3 separate regions of the Mus musculus genome follow, and regions 2 and 3 are each linked to region 1. Evidence: chromatin contacts called from public promoter capture Hi-C data. All regions are on one chromosome and are shown on one strand. Each heading gives the region's core, a stretch centred on a gene start, on an enhancer-like site or on the middle of the called end of the contact. The rest is flanking DNA. Distances are from core to core; before and after follow the strand shown.

What was found. Promoter capture Hi-C pulls out the DNA fragments that hold promoters and counts their contacts.
Region 2: a contact with region 1 is called in a promoter capture Hi-C map of pre-B cells, with 3 times the contacts expected there. The contact joins the promoter of Armc8 here to the promoter of Gk5 in region 1. A contact is called at or near these places in 2 of 39 promoter capture datasets (erythroid cells and pre-B cells).
Region 3: a contact with region 1 is called in a promoter capture Hi-C map of pre-B cells, with 3 times the contacts expected there. The contact joins the promoter of Nck1 here to the promoter of Gk5 in region 1. A contact is called at or near these places in 2 of 39 promoter capture datasets (erythroid cells and pre-B cells).

The regions. Positions count from the first base shown.
Region 1 is chr9:96,117,054-96,121,408 of GRCm38.p6, forward strand. It overlaps Gk5 (glycerol kinase 5 (putative)), which reads left to right and starts at 2,376. Exons shown (of 16, transcript NM_001368879.1): 1 at 2,376-2,559. The coding sequence starts at 2,398.
Region 2 is chr9:99,565,998-99,570,240 of GRCm38.p6, forward strand. It overlaps Armc8 (armadillo repeat containing 8), which reads right to left and starts at 2,902. Exons shown (of 22, transcript NM_028768.3): 1 at 2,605-2,902. The coding sequence starts at 2,649.
Region 3 is chr9:100,544,492-100,548,398 of GRCm38.p6, forward strand. It overlaps Nck1 (non-catalytic region of tyrosine kinase adaptor protein 1), which reads right to left and starts at 1,643. Exons shown (of 4, transcript NM_010878.3): 1 at 1,504-1,643. It overlaps Gm46139 (synapsin-1-like), which reads left to right. Exons shown (of 2, transcript XM_017313741.1): 2 at 966-3,907. The coding sequence ends at 1,613.

The DNA.
Region 1 (4,355 bases), core at 1,126-3,625:
GATTGGACCCACTGGGTTGGGGAGGGCAGTGGGGACATGTTTCAAGGTGTCCAGGGGAAGTAGGAAGGGAAGATTGAGGGTGAATACGACCAAGATAAATTGTTGGAGGTGGAGAGTTGGCTCAGAGGCTAAGAGTCCTTATTGCCTGTGCAGAGGTCCTGGGTTCTATTCCCAGCACTCCCATGGCAGTTGACAACCATCTATAACTCCAGTCCCAGAGGCTTTGATGCCCTCGTCTGACCTCCCAGAGCACCAGGCACACATGTGATGTACATATATACATACAGGCAAAACATTCATACACTTAAGAATGTTTTAAAAGATACATTGTATGTATTTATGAGGTTAACAAAGAATAAATGATATTCTAAAAAACAAACAAACAAGCAAAAAAACAAGTTTTCTTCAGGTGACAGCATTTGTCAAGGTTTCAAATTTGTTTGAAATTGGAAAACTGTGCTTGACCTGTTGGCGCATTGCTATAATTCCAATGTGAGGCGAAGTCAGGAGGAGTGGCTTGAGTTCTAGGCCAGCCTCTGGTACACTCAGACTCTGTCTCAAGAGAAATAAAACAAAAATGAGAAACTTTTTAAAAACTCTAGACTAAGTATTTTTTAAGATCTGCTCTTTCACACTTTAGAAACTGCTGATGTTTGACCTTACGAAAATGATCACAAAGTCGCAGAGTATAAAACCCCCAAGAAATACCTCTGTGAGAAGTACACCAACTGTTAACACTGCCTACACTGAACTTTTCTTAGTTGTAAGCAGGGAAACTAATGGCTAACTGTATGAATAAGCTTGACTAGGTTACTTGTACATTGCTGTGGGAGGTGTAGTTTAGATGTGATTGACATTTAAATCTGTATCCCCAGTAAAGATATCACACACACACACACACACACACACACACACACACACACATGACTGAGCTTCCCCCGATTAGTTGAACACCAGGCAAGCTTTGGAAAAGGGCAAAGGCAAGCTTCGGGAAGGAGGAAATCAAAACTGTAAGCATGGAAGTGTGCCTTCTTTTCCAGGCTGCCAGCAGGCCCTACAAGTTTCTAAGCTTGCCTGGACCTACAACCAATTCTTTAAAGTTTCTTTCCCTCAGGAACTGGGAGAGATAGCTCCGTAGGTAATGTGCTTGCCAGTCAAACATGAGGACCAGAGTTTGGTGCCTATTCACGACAAGAGCATATAGAATCCTAGGGAGCCTTTGGTCCTAGTAAGAGATTGCCTTGAGGAACAAGGTCAAACTTCAGTTGTGGCTCTCAGGTTCTGGCTCTGCCTTCCCTCTGGTATTTGTACAGTTTCAGTTTCTCAAGAGAATCGGACAGCATAGGACTATTAGTCATGCATACAACGCTGGAAAGTCTCTCTCTCTCTCTCTTTCTCTCTCTCTCACACACACACACATTCATGCATGACCAATTGGTCACCAACGATATAGGGCAGACCTGTGCCAGATGGTGCAAATAGGCATTGCTGTGTAGAGACAGACTATTAAGAGAAGCCACAAACAAACAAAAATAAATATGGTGTTCACAGTCAAGCTTCAAGTGACAACCCAAATCCAACTTGGCAAATCTCTGGGAAGCAAGTAGGCTAACAGAGTAATATAAACAAGAAAATATTCCTTTAAGCTGATAAGCTACCCACAAAACATTCTCACGAAATTTAAACTTTGTGTCGCGGCAAAGGCCCTTTAGTGCCATACAAAACTTGGACATCTATTCATCGTTGTGTAATACATGCAAGCTTTTCTGGGAAGACTTCATGAGGAACCTCCTATACTTTTGAATGTCTTCCCACGGACTGGAAAGATGGCTCACTGGTTAAGAGCACTAGTTGCTCTTGCTGAAGACCGGGGTTTGGTTATCATTGCCTACATGGAAGCTTGCAATCGTCGGAGGTCCTCTTCTGACTTCTACATGCATCAGGCACATGTGGCTCACACACATAAATACAGGCAAAAAACTAAGTGAACATGAAAAAAAGTTTAAAATTTTTTCATCTCACTTGATTTTTCCTAACAGATATTCGTAAAAAAGTAATCTGGGCTAGAAGGGAACTAAAAAGTTTCAAAGTAACGGTCGCTGAACGGTGACATCCAGTACAGCGCTGCGGTAAACGCCATCTTTGCCAAATTCCCACGAGCTGCTCGGCGCGCTGCCCTGACGTCACGGTGCTAGGGGCGGAGCGTGGGGTAGCAAGGCTTCCCGAAGGGGCTGAACGAGGCGGGGCGGGGTCTTGTGAAGGGGCGGAGCCTAACTCGTCGAGGGGCGGGACAGGGCGCGGTGTAGGAGGGGCGGGGCCGCGAGCTCTCCGCCCGGGGTCTGGCGTTTATAGCTCCGCGCTGGCCGGCCCGTGGCGACTGCAGTGTTCGGGGTCGCGATGTCAGGGCAGCAGGAGCGTGCAGAGCGGCAGCGAGAGGAACTGAGCGCGTCGGCCTCGCCGCCCTCCCGCTTCGTGCTGGGGCTGGACGTGGGCAGCACGGTGATCCGCTGCCACGTCTATGACCAGACGGCGCGAGTGCGAGGCTCCAGCGCGCAGAAGGTGACTAGGCGCGGCGGGAGGGTCTCGGGATCTGACTGCACCCTAGCTCTTCCTGCACCTCTGGGGGGCTCGGGCCGGCGTGGCCCGGTGTCTGTCTCTCGCTTCCTGTCCCGCGGGACTCAGCGCTCTAGCTTTACCTGGGTGGAACCGAGGTGACTCTCGGGGCAGCGCGGGCAGATTGTGTATATGTGGACAGAAGGTGGTTAGTGATTTGCGTGGTTTTTCTGCACTTCCTCGTCGACCTTTTATGCCTTTTAGCTCTTCAGATTTTGATGGAATATAAAACTGTGGGTTTTTTTTTTTCGGTTGTGTTATTTAAACAATTCGTTGCATTTATTATTTGTGTATCTGTGTGTGCTCGCGTGCTATATGGCACACATTTAGGAGTCAGAGGACAACTTTCTTGGGCATCGGTTTTCTCCTTCCACCATGTTGGCCCGGTCCCTAGGATTGAACTCAGGTCTTCAGGCTTGGCAGAAGTACTTTTACCGCCAAGCCACCTTACTGGTTGCGTTCGTAAAAGTGCTAGGTCCTCACATTAACATTTAACTTCCATGGATATTGGAGACACTGAGCACATTTTGAAAGCTTTGTTATCCTTATTTCTTTCCATCTTTGAGAATTCATTAAAAAGTATCTTCTGGCTTGAGAAGCCTGCCAAAGCATTGGTTGGTCTTTGTTAGCAAAGCCTTAAACCTCAGATGATACTAGTTAACAGCCAACCCCCATTTTAATAAAGCGCTAATTTCTATACAGTGGTCAATGCAGTTGATTGAGTGTAGTGTTCTTATTTACTCCTTTAAATACTAGCATTTTCTAATGTTTAAAATATTAGCGAAGGGATATGAGAGCCATTTAACTTCTTCCTTACAGCACTGGGCTCCCCCCTTTTTTCCCTGTGCTATCCTACATCGACTAGGGTAAAAGTTAAGTAGTGACTGCCTTAAGAATTTACTTTGAGGAAATAGACTAGACGTTCCCTTCAGGGATCTGAGCTAGGAGGTGAGTTGCAGCAACTGCGCTGCTCGCTCTCTCTCTGGCCAGCTGTGTCGGAACACTGCCCACCCACTCAGTCCATCCCTGTCCCAACCTTTAAGGACAGGTCTAAGGCACATACTGAGCTCTTGTCGTATTGCAAGTCTTTATCACAAACACAACGATACTTCTTAGTTTTTCTTACAATTCTAGTCACAAAGTACTTTTGCTGAAACGGTGCATTTTAAATTTTTTTTTTTTAATTAAGGAATGAGAGTTTGGTTCAGGAAGGAGATGGCTCAGCAGGTAAAGAGGACTTCCCAGTCCTCCCTCCTAAGCTTGGATCCCTGAGATGGACAGGGAGAAAGGAGAGCATAGGTTGCCCTCTGTCCTCGGCACTTTAAACTGGCACAAGTGTGCTCCCTACCCTGAAGTAAATATGAAATTTGATAAATTTTTAAGAAGTTGGTAGGCAATACAGCTGCATAGTTGTTGCACAATTTAAGGAAATTTGATTTTTAGAAAGTATTGGGGTTTGGTGGTACATACCTTTAATTCCAGGGCCTGGGAGATAGAGGCAGATGGGTCTCTGAGTTCAAGGCCAGCCTGCCTGGTCTACCGATGGAGCTCTGGCTATGTAAAGAACTGTGGAGACGATGCCTGGGAACTGATGGGAAGAACACTGTCTTTGGGATGCTAAGCATGGTCTTAAACCGTGATAGCTGATGTCAGAACTTAAGGGTGTGCTTCTGGGCAGATAACTACATACAAAAATAAGTTATAGTGGTTTTTGTTTGTGTTTGTGTATTTGTGGTCTTAAG
Region 2 (4,243 bases), core at 1,652-4,151, 3.4 Mb after region 1:
GTTAAGGTTAAGCAAGCAGTTGAGGAGGTCTCTCAGGAAGAAAGTATAATGGACTATAGATGGAAATAATTTAAAACACTTTGACTTCCCATTAGTCAACTTACAGCTCTAGTGTGATCAGAACTGTGAACTCCTTCAGAGCATTTCTGATGCCCTTGCATTGCTAAAGTACACAATACAGGGCTTTATGCTTTATGCTTCACTAGGACACAGTAAGTAGCTTATTAGAGGATTCAACCAACTATGTGTCAGAGGTCAAGGTCTGGCACCTTCCTGTTTCTATCTTACTTTTTGAAACAGGGTCTCATCAGCCAGGCGTGGTGGCGCACGCCTTTGATCCCAGCACTCGGGAGGCAGAGGCAGGCGGATTTCTGAGTTCGAGGCCAGCCTGGTCTACAAAGTGAGTTCCAGGACAGCCAGGGCTACACAGAGAAACCCTGTCTCAAAAAAAAAAAAAAAAGGAAACAGGGTCTCTCACTGAACCTGAAGCTCCCTGTTCTGACTAGACAAACTGGCCGGAAACCCTCCATGATCTACCTCCCAATGACATGCACTGCCACACACAGCTTTTTATGTAGGTAATGGGATCCTAACTCAAGACCTGCTGTGAAGCAAGAGATCTACCTACTGAGCCATCTCCTCAACTTCCAATAACTTCTAACTAATAACTGATATAAATATATATAAATAAATAAATATAAATATAAATATAAATATATATAAGCTTTGGTTAGCTGGTTGAAAGTTAGAACCTTTCCTTTAAACTGGGAAAATCACCAAGTTCAGACATTTTAAATCATGTGTCTAAAGCTCTGCCTATTCCAAGGCCCTAAGGTGGAAGAATTAGAAAACAAGACTTTAGAGTTAGTTTCTGCTTCCAAATGCTAAAGAAAAGTCTAACTCAAAATGGAAAATATTCTTCAACAAGTTTTCGAGTGAAATAAACAGAACATAATCATTTATTGGGAGTGTGAGACAAATGAAGTTTTCAACTATATCCACTATACAAGCTGACAATATACAAAAGGCAAAGAAACCACACGTGAGGCCAGAGCAATATTTTGGAACAGCATTTTTCAAGCGTGCTCAAAGGTCTGGGATTGATCACCTATGTGTGTGTATGTGCACTCGCACACGTCTTTTCAGGTGAACTATAGGATAAGTGCAACCTAAATGGCACAATCAGAAAGAAACTGAGCAGTTACGATACATTCTTTTCTCCTTTTAATGCAAAGAGAGAAGTCATCGGTTTATTCTCCCACTAAACATTCATGGACAATATAAAGTGAAATAATGAGCTAATGTGATCAGTAATTGGACAGAAAGTACTTCTCCAGTTGCAGTTTAAGTAAACAGTTTAGTAAGACGGATCTGGGGCTAGATTTGTTGACCGTCTTCCAAAATTGCATTTTGCACTGTAGAGTGACTTCTGTCTTTTTGGGTAGCCAGCATGGCTCTAACCAGCCCTGACTGGAGTGATGTACCTAGTGCCTTTGAACACAAAAGTGTGTTTGTGTGAGAGTCAGGGAAGAGGAAAGAAACCGGTTGGAGTTGCAAGACTATAGGGAATCTGACAAGCCATCTATAATCCAACTGCCATCTCGGTAAGTCTCCACAGGTCTAAAAGATGATTCTTTGCCCGCCTATTTCTTTACTTCCAACAACAACTGAATCATTGGTAGGCTCTATTTGGAGTCCAACTGCTAAAATCTGTGGTCAAACCTCCCAGAGTTATCTCCCAACAACACTCATTCTTGTTCATTTCATTCCTGGTCCTGTTTTTTGTTTTTGTTTGTTTGTTTAAAGGACATTATAGCGGAAGGCGAAAGTCGCCTTCTTTGCTTTTTGTTGTTTCTTTTTAATTTAAGAAAAAAAAAACCCTGATATTTCTTCTAGGTATATCAATACGTTCCCTTCTTTCAAATACTGGGGGAACCTATTCTTTTTCATTCCGACTTTTTGGTCCCTCCTAAAATGTTTTGCTCTCCCTAAAGAAAAATCAAACACCGGACATTAGAAACATAGTTTCTCTAGTCTCGGAGCCCGGACCTCAACAGCAGAGCACAGCAAAGCGGTTTAAATAACCATACACAATAGCGCGAGTTGCAGCTGATGTGAAAACCTCCATTGCCAAGAAGCAAGCGGTGTTGGCAGGTGCCCTGGTGGTAGGGACTTGACAGAAGACGCACAGCCCTGGTCTGGCAGCTCTGTGCTGTGGCAGCTTAAGAGTTCGCACCTCTTCTAGCCACAGCCCTGGAGAGCGAAGTGGACTCTAGGTTCCAGGCCTGTCCTGAACCCTCGCAGGCAGCGAGCTCCGTCCCGAGAAGCAACAGCGCAGGGAGGAAGACGGGAGAAGGCTCGGCCAAACCCAAGCCGCGCCCATGGGCCGGCTGCCTGGAGCCCGACCTCCCCGCCGGCCGAACGGCCGCCGTCCTGGGAACCCGCACCGGTGGGAGCTCTCGAGTAGGAGACGCCTCCGACTCGGCCCGGGTCGCGTGCATCCCAGCTGAGGCCACCGCAGTGGGTGGTGCTCGGGAGGCTCAGGGCGCCGGGGTAATGCTGTGGGCAGGACCGGGGTTGCCCCGCGCCGGGCGGGTCACTCACCGAGAGGACGCTCATGCGGATTGGGGTCTCCAACAGGCACGCCATCTTGAGCCTTCCCACCCGGCTGCTGCCGGCGCCGGCGCGCGGCCGGCACTTTCGACAGCCACCTATGTGACCTGCAGCCGGAGCCTCTGTAGAAAGCCCAGGCAAGCTGCCCAGAACAGACCGCGCCCCAGGCGTCGCTCGAGCACCGAAGGGGCTGGGCAGAAGGGCGAGGGATTGGGAAACCGCGCCGGACCCCGGCTTACGAATCGTCCTCTCAGAAACAGCAGCTACTCTCGGCTGGGGTCAGAGGTGGGCGCGGGCAGCGGCCTCCGCATGCGCAGAAGCCTGCCTGCCCCACCTTCCGCGGGTGGGGGGCGGAGCCTCACCCTGGCTCGACGAGCTGTCCGCACTCTTAAATTTCAGTTTACAGGTTTTCTTTCCTAACCGCTAGTAGGTGGAGTTACTATCTACGGAGTCTGAAGTTCACTTTCACATTCATTATCTCACTCTACACCATTCCCTAGTTTCAGTATTCTCTCCCTCTTAAAGCTGGAGAAACTGGTCTCAAAACTAGGTCTTCTGCCTGCAATGAAAATCGCCTCACGCTTCAACAGTTAACTATGACCTGCTTTATTTAGCGTTGCGTGCCCGACCCACTTACTCTGGTATATTGGTAAGAACGGGTTCTCCACAGCCAGGACGCCTGGATTTAATCCTAGCTGCTTTTCGTTAGTGCCAATATTTTGGAAAGGTTCTTAGCCTCTTTATATTTATTTCACTTCTCCCGACTGTAAAATAAGGACTAATGAGAATAAATGGCCCAATAAACAACAACAACAACAACAAAAATGCCTGGAATGTGGAAAGCCTTACGTTGTCTGTGTGTTAGAATTATTTCCAGCCTTTAGGTCAAATGGGGGATGGAGAATTAAACTATGTGAATGTTTCCTACTAAAATATTCTGAAAGTAAAGCCATCCCTAATTCAGGTTGTTACCTCAACTCCACTCACCTCCCAGTGCTCTTTAAGTAAAAGCATATCTCTCCCATTGTTTCTCATTTCCTCCTGTACTTTAATGTCTACATTTATTGTATCACTTATCACCCTTGCTTATAAGTCTCTTACAAAGTGTTGCACTTCTGAAAGCCTGGAAGTTTAAGAGAACCCTGGTGCTGTAGCGGTATATCCTAAGCTCTGTAACTACAGTCTTTCCCACTCTTTACACAGGAATTATTACTCATTCAGTAATTTTATTTAAAGCCAGATTGAGCCCATTTAAGATTGTTAGCCTTGTCCTAAATCAAGTCTGTGAAATCAAATGTGTTGTATTCTTTTTTATTCTAGTACATATTACCATTCATAAATACATTTAAATGTTCATCTGTCCACCCATGTAACACCTAAAATCACGTCCTAGTATGCCTGCTACAACCAGGCAAATTGTAATTGTATATAGCACACAAAAGCATTGACAATTGTACAATAGTCTCTATATGTGTGAGCTATACCTCACCCAGAAACTCGGGCAATACATCTTCTAGGAAACCCCTCCCTCGAGGAAGAACTAGGTGACTCTCCCAACTCCATATATTTTCTTTAAAATGATTTTTCATTTATTTATTTATTGTGTGTGTGTGTGTGTGTGTGTGTGTAT
Region 3 (3,907 bases), core at 393-2,892, 4.4 Mb after region 1:
GCCTGTCAAATTGTCGTCAAACTGTTGGATTTGTTAAATGCTCAGTTCACGTTTCCTCCAATTTTACTTAACAGTGAAATAATCATTTGATTTTCTGGCATTGAAAGCATCCATTCTTCCACATTGCCAGAGTTAATTCATTTTTTTTCAAGTTCTCCTGAGAAGGAATTTATTTACAATAATAATCACAACAAGCCTTGAACTCTAGAACGAAGTTCTCAAATTAGAAAATCAGCAGCATAAACTATCACTCAATGTTTAATAAGGCAATACATTAACGTGTCGACTTATTAATACACGGATCTGTTGGGCTTGGAAACCTAAACAATTTAAAATGCTTGCTGGGGAGGCAAATCTTTTCAAACATAATGCTCATACATACAGCGGAGACATCAACACAATGTACGCTTTAGTTACTCTAGCCAATTCCTACAGAAGTTTTCCCAGAGAAAGCACCACATGTGGCCACGATGAAAAAAAAGTACTAATCAACCAACGCATACGCTTTGACTTAACTATCACGATGTGAAGAGAATATCTATTTAAAAACAAGACTGAAAATGATCAATCAAAACTTTCTCCTTGGACTATTTCTCTGTTCATGTTGTGACGTCGCTAAAGGCTGAAAGCACACAATTGATTTCCAGGTGCTTAAGAAACCGTTAAGGCTGATTGATCATCATCAAGCTACCAAAGCTTTTGAAAATGGAACGCTTCTTGCAAAACTTGACCCGTTTTTTTGGCCGAACCCTGGATTCTCACTGCTCCCCACCCAAGATGGGGTCAGGAAGTTTTCTTCATCTCGTTCTTTCCTAACTCCTGTGAATTCTTTCCTAACTAAGGGCAGTATTTTTCTTCGGGTGACTTCAGCTCGGCTCGACGTTAACCGGTCATGTTACGGTCCTCAACCCTGAACAAAAAACCAGCTTCCTTCCAACCCAGCTGTTAACACTGAACCGACCTAGCACGGAAACCCGTACGACAACAGTACGAAACCAACCCAGAGGACTGCTTTTCCTGGACCAACCCCACCTCAACAGCCCCCGGACACCCACATCTCTCCTGCTCCGGAACGGGAGGGGGAGGGGAGGGCGCGCCCCGAGGATGTCCCCCCTCTCGGCTTCCTCAGGCTGGCGGCTGGAGGTGAGAGCGCCCTTCCTGCCAGCCTACCGTCCCGGCCTCGGACACCGACACAGACCGCCGACAGGGCTTTCTGCGGAGAACCGCCGAGGCAGCGCGCCGCACACTTGCCTGCCCGCCTCCCCGACCGGCGCTCGCAGCTCAGGCCAGAGGCCGCGGGGTCACCGGGCTGCACCGCGGACACCCGAGCTCCGCCGAGCGGCCTCCCCGCCCCCTCCGCTCCGCTCCGCCGCCAGCAGACGGCGCCCCCGGGCCAACTTCGCCGGGGAAAGAGGAAGCGACTAGAGACTAGCAGGCAGAGCGGACCGACCGGGAGACCGAAAGGACTGTGCGTGTGTCCGCACGCGAGCGAGGCCGTCTCACCTTCCCTCCGCCGAGCCCTCGGCTCCAGTCACCTGAGGACCGCACCGGGACGCCACCGCGGCTGCCCGGATGCCGTTACCGCACGAGGCCTGTGCTGCGCCGCCGCGTAGCTCTCGGAGAGGGGCGGGGCGCGCGCAACCGGTGGGCGGACCGTTGCGGGCAGGAAACCCGCTCCACGCCCAATCTAATAGGCTCCATCGCCTCCTGCGCCCGCCCCTGACGCTTCAGCGGAATGCGCCGCTCCGGGATTGGGCGAGCGGGCTTGTCAATCAAGCGCGGGCCCTGAGTGGTCCCTGAGCTGAGACTGCGCGGCCTTTGGACAGAAGGTGAGGAGCGCCGGGCCCCACCGCCCTGTTCTCCCCTAGCCTCCTCGGTGGCTGCTTACTTTCCGCCTCTCCCACTGCTACTAAAACCTGTCATTCATTTTAAATCGCTCATTAATGTCGAACAGCGGTCCCGAGTTCAACCCAGACTACTCTGGTGCCTGCATCTGAAAGGGCCGACCAGCTGCAGATCTTAGGGACAGGGAGCGACAAAGAAAATGAAGCCTCGGGGGAAAAATGTAAGATGTTTGTTAATGAAAACCACAACCAAAATAAGCTTTGCGAGCAACTTCCGAGTGCCCTGGCGCGTGGGTAGCCTTCATTCCCGGCTTCCAGTCCTGTGAAAAGGACAGTTACTTCTGCCCTAGGGGTGAGTATGGCAGTGGCACAGTCCCAGCCACCTGCCAAGGAAGGCATCAATAAATCGGCTCTCCTTCCTAACTTGCCTTACAGCGACTCATAACCTGCCTCACTATTTCCCAATCACCTTTGTTGCTTAGTGTGGGTGTGGCACCTAAAAGAAACATTCTAGGTTAGGTAATTTTATGGAAACACGAGTTTTTGCCTCCAGCGTAGCTGCACCCATATACCTAGATTGCAAAGTCTATTAAAAGAACTGTTTCACCCACGCCCACCTCGTGCCTAGCACATCATCCTCAACAATCGAGGAATTAATACAGCTTCCTTTCATCTTTTAAAAATTCATTTTTATTCTTTGTGTGTTCGAGTGTTTGGTGTACTTGTGTTATACTTGTGTATAATTTTGCTGCCCATGGAGGTCAAATGAGGGTATAGGATCTTCTGGAACTGGAGTTACAGATGGTTTTGAACCACCCTGTGGGTGCTGGGAATCAAACTCAGGCCCCTTGGAAGACCAGCGCTCTTAATCACTGAATCTCAGCCCCTTCCTTTAGCTATACTACAAGCCCTACCTGTAAATCCTAAAAAGTTGTTTTCTGCTTTTAACTTAATTGCATGTTAATAAATACATGGGTGGCCTGCCCTAGGTAAAATACAAGTTACCTGTAGCCCCTTTTAATCCTGAGTTTAGTTGAGAAAAGTAGAACATAAAACTGGGGAAAGGATACTCTGCCTATTGTTAGTATCAAAAGTAAGTAATGCAAATTATATATTTAAAAACATACATACCGAAGAGAAGGGGGTGATGCATGCAGAAGCAGGTGGATCGAGGCCAGCCTGGTCTACAGATTGAGTGTGAGTTCCAGGACAGCCAGGGCTACCCAGAGAAACCCTGTCTCAAAAAACAAAAAGACAAATATATATATATATATATATATATGCAGAGACAGGTTCAAGTTCTGCAAGTTCAAGGCCACCCTGGTTTATGTAGCAAATCCTAGGACAGTCAAGGCTACATAGAGAGATGCTATCTCAAAAGCAAAAACATACAGGCAGCTGACCCCCATTAACTCCAAAGGAGGATATTTGGGGTAATAAAGGAAATAAGAATCCTCCATATCTTAAGACCTTTCCCAGTAAGCTATTGACAGCTTATATAGTTAGAATGACCTAGTTTAGTGTCCCTATCATACAGTAATGTTTAGGAGGAAGAAAATCCTACCTATCTGCTATCAAGAAGTTATCACAGACTTGATATTGAAGTGTAAACATTAGTGGGCCCTACTAAATAAACTTAACTTCTGGATTTAGTATAGTTATGCTGTTATAGGAAAGAGTCTACCTTGTATGGAAGGTGCTAAAATAGGCACTGCAGATCTTGAGTCCACACCAGTGTCAGATATTGAGATTTAAACCAACCTGTATTATTTCTGTGCTAACCATATCAACAGTTGTATGTAGGGACAGATGGGCATTAAGCCACAATGAGAGGGAAATGTGTAGTAAGACTATTTGAGCAAAAAGAAGGGCTTGGGAGGGAGTTACCAAGTCTAAAGACATTAAGCAATTATAGTAATGTTGATGGAGCAGACAGTGGCTAGATTTGAAGCAATGTGTTAGGAAAGCTGAGGTCCTTAGAGTTTATCCTACAAGAAATGAGAAAGAGTTGTTTCACTAAAGAGTTGTTTTTCAGTACTTTTTCAGTAGATCATTCTGATGTT